Regions from separate parts of the Mus musculus genome. Here region 1 is linked to region 2. The links are chromatin contacts, called in public ChIA-PET maps. All regions are on one chromosome and are shown on one strand. Each heading gives the region's core, a stretch centred on a gene start, on an enhancer-like site or on the middle of the called end of the contact. The rest is flanking DNA. Distances are from core to core; before and after follow the strand shown.

Region 1 (6,399 bases), core at 2,448-4,947, 240 kb after region 2:
ATCTCCGGACTGTGTGAGGACCCTTTATGAGCTACAGAATTGCATGGCAGTCTCTAAGTGTACTGCAGCTACAGCTTTAATTTTGATTCTTTTCTTTTTTTGTGGTACAGTGTATGGTGTATACGTTCATGTGTGTGTGTGTGGGGGGGGAGAGTGCACGTGTGTTTGTGTCAACGCCAAGTGTGTTTCCTCAGTGGTTCTCTAGCTTAGTTTTTGAGATGGAATCTCTCCTTACCCCTGGAGCTTGATGATTGGCCAGGTCAGCTTCCCAGTGAATTCCAGGCATCCTCCTGTCTCTACCTCCCCAGTGCTGGGATTACAGGCACTTGCTGCTCTGCCTGGCTGTGTGTGTGTGTTTCTAGGATCCAAGCTCAGGTCCTCATGCTTGCAATGAAAGCACTTTACCATCTTCTCAATGCTTGACTCTCTGTCTGTGAGTGTTGGGTTGTCCTTATTTCTCCTTTTAGACTTAAACAAAAGGGCAGAGGTTAAGTGTGGTTTGTTCACAGTTATGTTGCCAAGGTCTTACATGGCACCCATCAGATAGAACATATCCAAGAAATATGTTGAATCAATGCCCGAGGCTGTAGCATATGGTTGAGACTTTTGCTTTAGACAAATCTGGTTTCAAATTGTGTCTCCACTTACTCTCACAGTGAGATCCCCAGAAGTTATTTAACCCTGATGCCTAGACTTCCTTAACTGCAAAATGGGAGGCCAGGGGATCTTGTCTAGTCATTGGTCATCAACGCACATAAAACAGGTTGTATGGAACAGGCCTAGAGCACCAGGCTCCTGATCATGAAGTAAGAGCAAGCTATTCATTGGTATTTGTAGGACCACCATGAAGGAGGCATCATGAATCCCTTTGTAGCAGCTGAGCTGAGCTCACCCTACAGGGGTGCTAGACATACTGCCATACCATGAGCTGCTGTTTGCTTAGCAGGCTGTTCAAAGTCATGCTGCCTTATCAGTTATTTGTTTGGTTTTGATCTTTCCTTTTCTTCCTTGTGCCATTGGTGTACATTTCTAAATCACCAGTGCTTGCGTTTATCTTTCAGTTCTGGTTCGATGCCTGCTGTGCCCTGATGTACTGCAAACACTGGATGCATGAGTATGAATAATAACTTCGATAGCTGTGTGCACACTGCACCACAAATGCTCACACCCCCATCCTGTATTTCCTATGACTAGAGTTTTCAAGTTTTCTTATGTTTTAAAGCCAATGTCTTTTACTTGCTAATATTTCCCCCTACTAGGATGTAGTAACAAAATAAAACATTTAAAATTTATCATTCTCTCATTTTATTTGTAATTATTTCCTCGCTCTCTCTCTCTCTCTCTCTCTCTCTCTCTCTCTCTCTCTCTCTCTGTGTGTGTGTGTGTGAGAGAGAGAGAGATGGTGCATGTGTAGAACAACCCTGTGGAGTCATTTTTCTCCTTCTACTTTCTTGTGGGATTTGAGCTTGACCTCTGGATACAAGGCTTTCACGACAAGTGTCTTACTCACTGAGCCTCCTGGCTGGCCCTGTTTTGTTTTATCTACTGAGAAAAAACAATGCACTAGCTTGCAGCCTTTAGGATAAAATTGTGCAGACCTCTCCGTCACTCCCCCCACATCCTCCACCCCATCCCAGTGTCTCTGACTTTTCAGATTGGCCAAGAATCAGGAGTTCTGACCAGATTGATTGTTAGGGATGAGCAAAACAACTTATGTAAGATAATTAGACAGTTTACAAACAAATCTATTTGTTTAGGAAAAGGTGTCAAGTTTTAGCTACTAACTGATCAAATTATAATCCTTGTCTTGGAGACACTAGTGAATTTTAGACAAAATCATGCGGATTTGAGATGGCTACAGGGTGGATCTTATTCCTGTCTCTTAGCAGCAGCTACCCAAACAGCAAACACCACTGGGCCTTCAGCTTTCTTTTAGAAATGCCTCAGGATAATTTCTCTCTTTTCTGGAAAAGTGACATATACACATGGACTCAGTGTGGAAGAACTGTTAAAAAAAATCATTGAAAATGCTTTAAAGGGGCTGAGGATGCAGCTAGTCTGTGTGGAGCACTTGCTGAGCACGTATAAAGGCCTGGATGTGTGTCTGCTGTCCCACTCAAATGGCACAGGCAGGAGGACCAGAAGTTTAGGGTCATGCCTTCACTGGGTCTCTAATAGCCCAGGCTATGTCAGGAGGTTGAGGCCAGCCTGGGCTACTTGTTTGAAAGCTTCTCTTTGAGCGGCTTCTTCTCTTAGCTCATGTCAATAGAGCTCTGAAGTGAGAGGGGCTACTCGTAGGTGATTAATTGGTGATAGACTTGGGCTTGAAACCTACCACACTCTCAGGCATGATAAAGAAGGAAAATATCTGGACACTAATTTTATTAGTCAGATACGGTTTGGGGGACACAGGAATGAGAAAAATCCAAATCAAATCTCTAACCTAAAGGATTTTGTGATGAGAGTAACAGAGTCTGCACGTCCAGACTCTCGGAGCCCAAGGCTCTGTACCACGTGGGTTGTCTCAAGCCTGGTCGGTGCTCTGTCTGTGATGCCAGGGGCTGCTGGAAGTGTTCTTCTTCCTCCTCTTCTTCCTCCCAGAACTAAGAGTGCTCAAAGCCCTCGGAACAGTATGTGATCTCCACTGCAGCGGATTAGACAGGCGCTGAGGCAGGGGAAGAGCTGCTGGGGCTAACAGATGGGGTGCCATCTCTTAGAGTGGGAGGAGAGCCTTTCTCCCTTCTTCAGTCAGGGTTCCTGGTGGGAAGGAGGGACTTGGGTACTGAAAGCAAGCAGTGATAAGACCCAACACATCGCAGCCAGCGGAATAGATCCCAGCCCTCAGAAAGCTGCATCCTAGGACCTTAGGGAACGTGTGTAGCCTGTAGTTATCCACTCTTTGAGCGTTCTCCTTCAGGGAGCTAGGGCTCTGCCACATCCTGATGGGAGGGGGAATGGTCTGAGACCTGACTCCTCAGCCGGTGGGAAGTCTCAGCTTTGTCTTCAGCTGGTGAAGACACGGTTTTTCAGGGACTCAGCTGGTGAGGGAACCCAGTGGTTTGCTGTAGGTCAGTGATGTCGCCTCACATTTGAAATGGAAAGACTTCGTGAAACAGTTTTTCTAGAAGAGCCCATTGTTGAGTAAACGTTTATTTCCTTCTGTGTGTGTCCCCTTTCCCTCTCCATTTCCACCTCCCACCCCCACCCCGTGTGCGTGTGCGTGCGCGCACTATGAAGTAGGGACCTTGCCTATGTCTTCCCTTTCTCTTTAGCTTAGCACAGTACCCAAAGGACACCCGTTTCTCTCTTAGACACCATCCAGAAGCTCTTCCCGGCCTGTCTTAAAATCTAAATTCCTAGAGTGTGGCAATGGGGCTGCTCTGTGGCTAGCTGCTCAGCAGAAGCCCCAGGGCTGACAGAAATCTTGCTAAGTAGCATTTGTTTTCTCTAACAGACTTGGAACTTTAAAAAATATATCTAAATTACCAATGGTTTTTGTTTTTGTTTTGAGAATTTCATATCTAAGTGCTAAATTTACATAATTCCAACCCTCCCTTCTCTCCTGTCCCTCCCGAATTCATGACCTCTTCTTTTTAATTAGTCTTGGAACTTTGAGAGAGTGTCTGGAAGCTTCCACAGGAAATGCCCCATGTCAGTTTACTCACGGTTGGGTTCTCTGGGTTTCTGGCTATCTAGATTTAGACACGTAGCCACAGTGTGATTTTCTTTTTAGTCTTCACTGACTCCTGGGCTTTGAAGATACAGCTGTGCTGGTTTCTGTTTTGGTTTAGTATTTATTTATTTTATTTTATTTTTAACAAGCAGTGAAGCTCGAGGCTGCACTTCACTTCCTTTCTCCATTTCTTGCTTTAAAAGAGGACATGAAGGAGACTTGAATGAGGCTCAGGTGCCATGGCTGCAGTGTGGTTTGGGAATAGTTACCTAAACCAAGCTATTTAATTTTGTTGCTAGAGGGAGGCTGAAGGGATAAATAGAGGCTAAGAGCTCAGGCTGCTCTTGCAGAGGACCTGGGTTTCCAGCACCCACATGTCAGCTCATAACCAGATGTAATTCCTGTTCCATTGCCTTCTTCTGGCATCCTGGCACATGCATGCTATAGAAACATGTATGCAGGCAAGCCTTCATATACTTAAAATAAAAATAAGTAAAATTGTAATTTGTAGATAGCCAATTATTTCTGCTTTCTAAATATGTTCCTGCATCAGTAAACACAACGTCAAATCAAGGACTTAAGGGCTGGAGAGACGGCCCTACAGGGTCCTTAAGAGTGTTTGCTACTCTTGCAGAGGACCTGGGTTTGGTTTCTGCTCAAGTCAGGCAGCTCACAACTGCTTTTAGCTCCACTTCTAGAGGATCTGATGCTCCCTCTGGCCTCCACAGAGCTGCAGGCTTATGGTACACATACAAAGCAGACACAGATATCTGCATGAAAACCTATTAAAATTGAAAAGAGAAAACACCGAGTGGCTGGGAATGGTGGCTCATACTTGAAGCAGGTGACCGAGGATGTGCCGTGTCGTTAACTTACTCTGAGGGACAGACACTAGGAGCGAAGACAGGCCCTCTCATGGCTGCTACACTGGGCTGATCTGGACGGAAACTAATAATGAACAAGGACTTCTGTTGGTGATGCTGCCTGAGTCCAGAGTAAACTTTGGGGCAACGTTCCTCTCTCACAGACCTTCCTCAGATAAGAGCAGCTTTCTTATTTTTCTACTAGTCCTTGTGCCTTCTGCAAGAGATGCCACCAGCTTCTGCGGTTGTGGCCTTTCACTGTGCAAGTTACAGGTAGATACACAGTTAGAGGCCTGGCTGTCTCCTATTGTGTGTGTACTTTCTCATCTAATTTATAGTTATGGATGGCATTAATATTTGTACTTAACTTGGACTTTATGCCCAAAGCTAGAACAACTTAAATGAGGAAGAGGCTGCGAGTCTGAACTGGTTTAGATGAGAGATTGATTATATATGAAATCTACATTGTCCCTGCCGAGTACCAGGAAGGTGAGATGACTGTGCGGGGCTGCCCCTTTTATGATTAGAATTTTGGTGGGAAAACTTCACAATGGGCCTTAAAAACAGTTGCTCAAATAAGTTAGCTTTAAAAACAATTACTGTGTAATTTAGTTCAAAACACACCGAACTCTAGGCAAACGGTGACTAAGGAGACAGAGTCAGCCTTTCCTTAGCACTGAGCTCCGTAGTCAGTTGTCTAGTACAGAAAGGTCAACCCAGAAACCATGCATACAATAAAATCAGTATCAGCTGGTTGTATTTCTATATCTGTGTACAGATACACATATATACATAGGTAATCATAATAATTGGAGAAGAGGAGGCTGTCAATCTGAGAGTGGGAGCAGGTTGGAGGGGGAACCAGAGAGGGCCTGGGAGGAGGAAAGGGAAGAAAGAGCTGTGATTGTGTTTCAATTAAAATTAAAAATTCACAGAAAGTGTGAGGGTTGGGGAGTTGGCTCTGTGGTAAAGGGCCTACTGTGCAAGCCTGAGGACTCCTGTGAAAGCTGGATTGGGCAGGGGTAGCACTGGATAGGGCAGGTTCAGCACTGGTCTGAGTGGGTGTATCAGATGGAGACAGGAGGATCCTGGGGCCTGAGGGCCAGCTTGTCTAAGCTAATCAATGAATTTCAGGTTCAGTGAGAGACCCTGCCTCAAATACACAATGGAGAGACATTGGAGGAAGAGAATTGACTGGCTTCCATATTTGTAGGTACAGGTCAGAGTGATACACATGTGTGTGTATGACCCTCACCTCATTCTCCAGGAAATGTGAAATATAATGATAAGCACATTTACACGATTTAGTCACAGAGCACAAATGATCTCCAGGTTGGTGCTTTTCTGCTCATTTCTACAGAGGGTAGAAGATTATACTATCTTAGAGGGAATTAGGAAAATCTTACTGTGCTGTCTAGTTTTATATCAACATAGCTATGGTCATTGGACAGGAGTAAACCTCAATTGAGAAAACACCTCCATAAGATGGGGCTGTAGGTGATCCTGTAGGGCGTTTTCTTAATCAGTTGATTGATATGGGAGGGACCAGCCCATGTGGGTGGTGTCACCCCTGAGCTGGTCATTCTGAGTTCTGTAAGAAAGCAGGCTGAGCAAGTCATGGGGACCAAGCCAGTAAGGGACGCCCCTCCCTGGCCTCTGTATCAGCTCCTGCCTCCAGGTTCCTGTCCTGCGTGAGTTCCTGTCCTGACTTCCTTCAGTGATGAACAATGATATGGAAGTGTAGGCAGACAAACCCTTTCCTCCCCAGATTTGGTCGGGGTATTTCATCACAGCAATAATAACCCTGACTAAGATATGATACCCCAATCAAAAAACAGACTCCTTAAAAAGAAGAGTGATAGC
Region 2 (6,297 bases), core at 1,728-4,227:
GCAGCAGGGAAGGGGTATTCCTAATTTCTCATTTTGAATCTACATGGGTCTCACTTGATGGCTACAACTAATTAGCATGAAAAGTAACTTTCAAAGTGACTAAATTTTACATGCCAAAAATAATATTTCCTTTGCTGAGTGTGGTGGTGCATACCTTTAGTCCCAGCACTGTGGAGACAGAAGCAAATGATTTGTGTGAGTTACAGCCAGCCTGGACTAAGTTTCAGAACACCCTGGAACTATACAGCTACACAGTGAAACTCTGTCTCAAAAACAAACAAAAACCACAACTCATTTACCTAGGTTTTCACTTCGTTGGCATTCCCAAAATTTAGATGCATTTTCCGAAATCCACTCTTTGCAACTACAGACCTGAGCAAGACCTTCCTGAATGACAATGGGAGGTAGTGTGTAAACCCATGGTGTCTAGGCCAAAGCAACTCTACTACTTACTGTCTACCTGACTTTGACACCTCATTTACTCCCTCAGCAAGGTGGGAGTAATAGAAACGCTCCCTCTGGTAAACAAGATATATAAGCGAAGGGTTTGGCAACAGAGGCCCTGTATAAAGTGTTCTCTTACAGTCTTACCATCCACCAGGTCATCCAAATCATCTGCACAGATGCCTTTTCCTCCTGAAACCCTTGAGTTGTCTGGTAGGACTGATCCTTCCTTCCTTGGCTTCAGTAGGAATTTTATATTCTAGTTACTGGAAGTGGAGTCACATGTTTCTCCCTCAGGACAAAGACCACAGCATTTGTGTAAGGCAGGCAACTAACCCTTCTCTCCCTTCATCCCTCCTTCCAATGCTTGTAAACAATAATATCCTGGCAATCAGCAGAACCTTTACCTGGAGATTGAAGTGCCCTGTAGCCTGTATATGGCAGCACTGATCATGCCTCACTAAATACTTCCTTGGGACTTGAACAGAAACTGTTGGGGGAACAAAGAAGAAAGGATAGGAGAATATACCTGCTTGTTTAAACACAACTCTGCTGCCTTAAGCTTGCTTTCATCATCTCACTGAAAGAGACCATGGTGCTTTTCATATAAAAATTCAAGGGCAGGCTTTCTGCATATGTCTAGTCTAACCCAGTCATAGCTTGCCCATCTGTTGATTTGAAAGTAATGCTAGGATTCTCAAACAGCAATATGCTTGCTTAACTGGTCCTACATTTATGGAAAATAAACTCATTTAACATTACAGCAAGATACAAAAATCCTCCTGGCTTTGGTGTCTTCAACTTTTCCTAGCTCTGTGAGAAGGCACTTGCTAAGGCATGTTACCAATTCTACTAACAAGATGTCACTGGTCTTTGAGAGAGTGGAACTTTTCTAAAGAAAAATGGCCAAACTGAGACTAATGCTTTATCATTTTGGTTTTTTATCATTTTCCTTTGTTCTTAATGTCCCACTTTTTGAAATTAAAATCTAGTATTTAAAAAGCTGCAGAGTTTGGTTTTTGAGAAAGAACTTAAAGTTGGGTGGGTAGAGAGGAGGAGAGGATCTGGAAGGGCTTGAGGGAGAAGGGACTATGATCAAAATATATTTAAAATTTAAAACTGTTTTAAATAATAAAAACTGCAGAGAACACCTTTTTATTTAGACAGCCTTAGTTTCTATTCTTTGGCTTATTTGTAAGCAAACTCAAGAAAACAAGTGCTGAGACTTCCAGTATTCTATTTAATGTGGTTTTTCTGAGTCTAATTTGTTCATTACTTAACAGCAAGGCCTTTCAAAAGAGCACGGAAACTACACCGAACTATGCTTCTCATTCTAAACACATCCCAACAAATGGGATGCCTAATCGGGCCTCTAACTAGGAGAAAAAACGCTCAGCAGAGCGAAGGCAAATACCAAACTTTTATCCCTTGTACTTCTTCTGAGACCAGGATTTTCCAAATAAAAGTACTTTTATGACCTCGCGCAATATCATAATTTATCGTATATTTAACTAAATTATCTCCCCAAATAGACACAAGAGCAACTAACTCAAATAAAGTGCCTCTTGGCCACGAGGGAAAGAGCATAATAAACTTAATTGTTTTATATATCCTGAGGCGTAAGAGAAAAACCTTTCCATTTAGGCTTGTGCGTGAGACATCAAGACAACTTGATATGCAAATTGCAAGGCTTATTGACTTAAAGTAGGGAGACCTGACCGATTTAAGCCACGACTGCCAAATAAGGGGTAATCACCACCTTAAAACCATTGAACTTTGTTCGCCTGGCTTCTTGGCAGTCGTGTGGCTAATACCAGAGCCAAATCCATAAGTGGCTTCTACCGAAACGCGTCCCAAGTTGCAGAGGAGCCGGAGAGCGCGCCGGCTCTGCACCGAGTGAGTCCCGAGGGGCGGCAGCAGCGCACCTCTACACCAGCCGCTGCTCCAGACCCACCTCGCATCTCTTCACCGCGTTTCTCCAAACTTCGGGACCCAAGAGCGACCCCGCAACAGAGAAAGTAGCATCGGTGACAGGGACGCCGCGGCTCGGGCACAGTTTGCCGTCGCTGTGCACCGGCAACTTTGTGCCGGCGAGCCGTGCCCTCTGCGTCCGGAGGGGACGGGAAGGTGGGCCCGGAGCAGGACGCGCGCGGGGCTGGCGGCTCCGCTCCCGGTACGCAGGCTGCCGCACCCGGCTCGGCGAAGGCCCCGGTGACTGACAGGCGGTGGGGGCGCGGCCCCGCCTGCAGCCCGGGGACGCCGCGCACGGCCGCGGTTCTCCGCTCCGCCAGGGACACCTGGGCTGGGCGCCGCGGGCTGTACCGCGCCAAGCCCCTCACACCTCCCCGCAGCGAGCGCCGCCCTAGCCCCGCGGCCCTGCCCCGCGCCGGCGCCGGTGCCCTCGCCCGCTCTCACCTGCCGGTGTCGCCCGCGCCCGCTCAGCCTCCTCCTCAGTCACCGCAGCCCGCGGCGCGCGTCTCTCGCGCCAGGCCCCGCCTCGTCCCGCCCCGTGAGGCGGTGCCAAAGCGGCCGCGCCAGAATCTCGCGAGACTTGATCTCCTAGATTTTTTTTTTTAAAGGGGTCGCCCCTGACGTCATACGCACCCAGGCGGAAGTGTCCTTCTGGCGTCAGCGCCAGTACCGACCCCCACCTTCGCGGGCGGAAGTGTAGGTTGGTCCAGGAACCTGAGCTCAGTCTAATCACTACTGGGCGTTGTAACGTTCTTGTCTCATGGCCCTCTCCAGTTCTAACTGGTTCTGCCTGACCCTGAGAGAGGCCTGGTGTGATGGAGCTCTCCTCAAGGCAATGCAAAGATGGCTCCATAGAGGAGAGATCACCAATGTAGCAGCTCTGTGACTTCCACGTCTCTATAACTGAACCCGAAAGGCTTAGGAGGATTTAGAATTTAGGAAGACCACAAGAAACTTACCAGCATACATGAAAATTTGCTAAACTTACCTGAAAAATCCCAGAGCAGTTGACAACATAACATACAGCATTAGGCTAGAAAATTGTCGTCGTCATTGTCTCTTCCCTTCGCATCAAAGGTAGGCAGGCAAACTTCAGGACCCGCGGACTAGCCAAACACTATACACTGTGTGTCCTACACACACCTACTCTTAATTTATACATCCAGCACAGTAAGAGATTAACAACCGAACCATAGATTTAAGCAACCTCAACAACATTTACTTTAAAAAAACAAACAAACAAACAAACTTTGACGCCAGGTACAGTGTTTCATGCATGTAATCCCATCACCAAGGAGGCTGAGGCAGAAGCTGCGGCAAGTTTGAGACCAGCCTGGGCTACATAGTGAGTTTGAGCCCAGCTAGAGCTACAGAGTGAGACCCAGTCTTAACAATACAAAAGCAGGCTAAATCTTATCTTTGATGTAGACAGCCAGCTGCTCTTGTGCTTTGGGGCTATTATGAAATAAAATGAGGATTATTGGAACAAGGACCATGCCTCCCAGGGGGCCAGGAGTTTCACATACACAACATTGACACTCCAGAGGAACTGCTAGCGTCCTGGGAGCAACACAGTGAGGGGAGTGAGAGACTTCATTGGCTACTTAGAACGGCATTTTCAGTTTAAAACTGGTGAATCATTTATTTCTGGAATTTTCCACTTCATAATTTTGGAACATGGTTGACTGTGGGTACTGCCAAAGTGAATCTGTGGATAAAGGGAGAAGAGTGTGTGATATTTAGAAAATCACTTTCCCATGGAGAACACAGGGGAGAGTTTTGGGAAAGTGACAAGAGTTTTGCTTTTTAAGATAAAACTGGTCTTTGAGTAAGACAAACCAATATTCCCAATCACTATTAACAAATCCATTCTTGGAGCCGGGTGTGGTGGCGCACGCCTTTGATCCCAGCACTCGGGAGGCAGAGGCAGGTGGATTTCTGAGTTCGAGGCCAGCCTGGTCTACAGAGTGAGTTCCAGGACAGCCAAGGCTATACAGAGAAACCCTGTCTCGAAAAACAAAAAAAAAAAAAAACAAAAAAAAAACAAAACAACAAAAAAAAACAAATCCATTCTTCAAACAGTGGGATTTTATGAAATACCCTTAGCTTTTACACTATTAAAACAATATATGCAAGGGCTAGAGGATGGCCCTCTTCTGCTCTCACAAAAGGCCAGAGTTAGGTTCCCAGCACCCACAGCAGATGGTGCACACCTTAGTAACTCCAGTTCAGGAAATTGGATGCCCCTTTTCAGCTACCAGAGGCACCTACATACATGTACATGTGCACACTTACACAGAGACACATATATACAATGTAAGGGTCCAAAAATCACTGAAGGAAGAGCCCAGACTCAGATAGTATGCAAAAACAAAGAGTGTTTATTCCACAGAAACATCCAGTATGCAAGGGTCAACCATTCTTTGAAATGACGATCCCAGACAAAGGCAGGCAGGCCTTCTTACAGGAAACCAAGGGAACTCTCTAGAAGAATTAGGTAATCTATAATCTCATTGGTGGGTGCTAGGGGGCCACAGGTGATCAGTGGTCTACATTCCAATGTCATGAATGTTCAATCATGTGTGGCCAGTGGTCTGTATCCCTATATCACAATCGTTCAACCACGTGATGAAATAGGGCTGCCCAGCGCAGATGGCCCATTCTGAGATAAGATATTTCCCATTTTTGTGTTTATCCCCAGACTGTTCTTTGGGAGGGGGTTTTATGATCTTGTTCTGGATTTTATGGTCTGTTCCTAGAGCTGCTGTCTTATGACTTAGTCCCCCAACTTAGTTTTGGGGACTTATGGTCTATTCCTGAAGCTGGAGCCTTAAGGCCTTTTTTGAAATTAGGCCTGGTCCTTAAATGAAGACAAATTCAACATAAACAAATAAAAGTACCTAAACTGTTTGGGCAGTGGTGGCGTACACCTTTAATCCCAGCATTTGGGAGGCAGAGGCAGGCACATTTCTGAGTTCAAGGCCAGCCTGGTCTACAGAGTGAGTTCTAGGACAGTCAGAGCTATACAGAGAAACCCTGTCTTGAAAAACCAAAAAATAAAAATAAAAAGAGAGCAGGGCGTGGTGGCGCATACCTTTAATCCCAGCACTTGAGAGGCAGAGGCAGGCGGATTTCTGAGTTCGAGGCTAGCGTGGTCTACAGAGTGAGTTCCAGGACAGCCAGGGCTACACAGAGATACCCTGTCTCGAAAAATAAAATAAATAAAATAAATAAATAAAAGAGAGAGTTTTAAAAGTATCTAAACTTAAAATATTTATAGCAGTTGAGGACTGGGGGGGGGGGCGCAGAATTCTGGAGCTTATTCCCAGACAGCTCAGTCATTCCAAGAGCTCAAAGTTCATCGGATGATCCTGTCTCAAAAAATAAAGTGGAGGACTTGTGAGATAGCTCAGCAGTAAGAGCACTGACTTCTCTTCTGAAGGTCATGAGTTCAAATCCCAGCAACTATATGCTGGCTCACAACCACCCGTAACAAGATCTAACTCCCTTTTCTGAGTGTCTGAAGACAGTGTACTTACATATAATAAATAAATAAATCTTTAAAAATAAATAAGGTGGAAAGTCCGTGGTGTAGCTTAGTGGTAGAGCATTTGCCTGGCATGTACAAGGCCCTGAGTTCAATCTCCTGTATCAGAAACAATACAAAACATTTACCTTTTGGCCTGGATGTGTGGCTCAGTGATTAAGAGTAATTACTGCTCTTGCAGAGGTCCTAAGTTTGCTTCCCAGCATCCTCATGGTGTGTCTCACAACCACCAGGAACTCGGGCTCCAGGGGAGCAGATGCCCTCTGGCTTCCACCGGCAACTGCACTCCCGTGAACATAGTGACACACCATGCACAGAATCAGTTTGCCTTAAAT

The links. ChIA-PET counts read pairs in DNA pulled down with a chosen protein or histone mark.
Region 1: an RNA polymerase II ChIA-PET map of memory CD8 T cells shows a contact between it and region 2, with 10 read pairs. The contact joins the enhancer-like site here to the promoter of Stk38l in region 2. A contact is called at or near these places in 1 of 39 promoter capture datasets (the C10 cell line), 1 of 484 Hi-C or Micro-C datasets (CD4 T cells) and 3 of 115 datasets of contacts at active chromatin or transcription factors (bone marrow-derived macrophages, effector CD8 T cells and memory CD8 T cells).

What each region holds. Positions count from the first base shown.
Region 1 is chr6:146,483,564-146,489,962 of GRCm38.p6, reverse strand. All of the region lies in intron 1 of Itpr2 (inositol 1,4,5-triphosphate receptor 2), which reads left to right. Among named protein-coding and RNA genes, the nearest start is that of Itpr2, 15 kb to the left of the region's middle. Within about 2 kb of position 3,697, at least 40 of the 459 cell types and tissues checked have an H3K27ac peak or open chromatin away from gene starts, as enhancers often do. A contact at or near this core is called in effector CD8 T cells and memory CD8 T cells, where this site is marked.
Region 2 is chr6:146,721,610-146,727,906 of GRCm38.p6, reverse strand. It overlaps Stk38l (serine/threonine kinase 38 like), which reads right to left and starts at 2,977. Exons shown (of 14, transcript NM_172734.3): 1 at 2,860-2,977.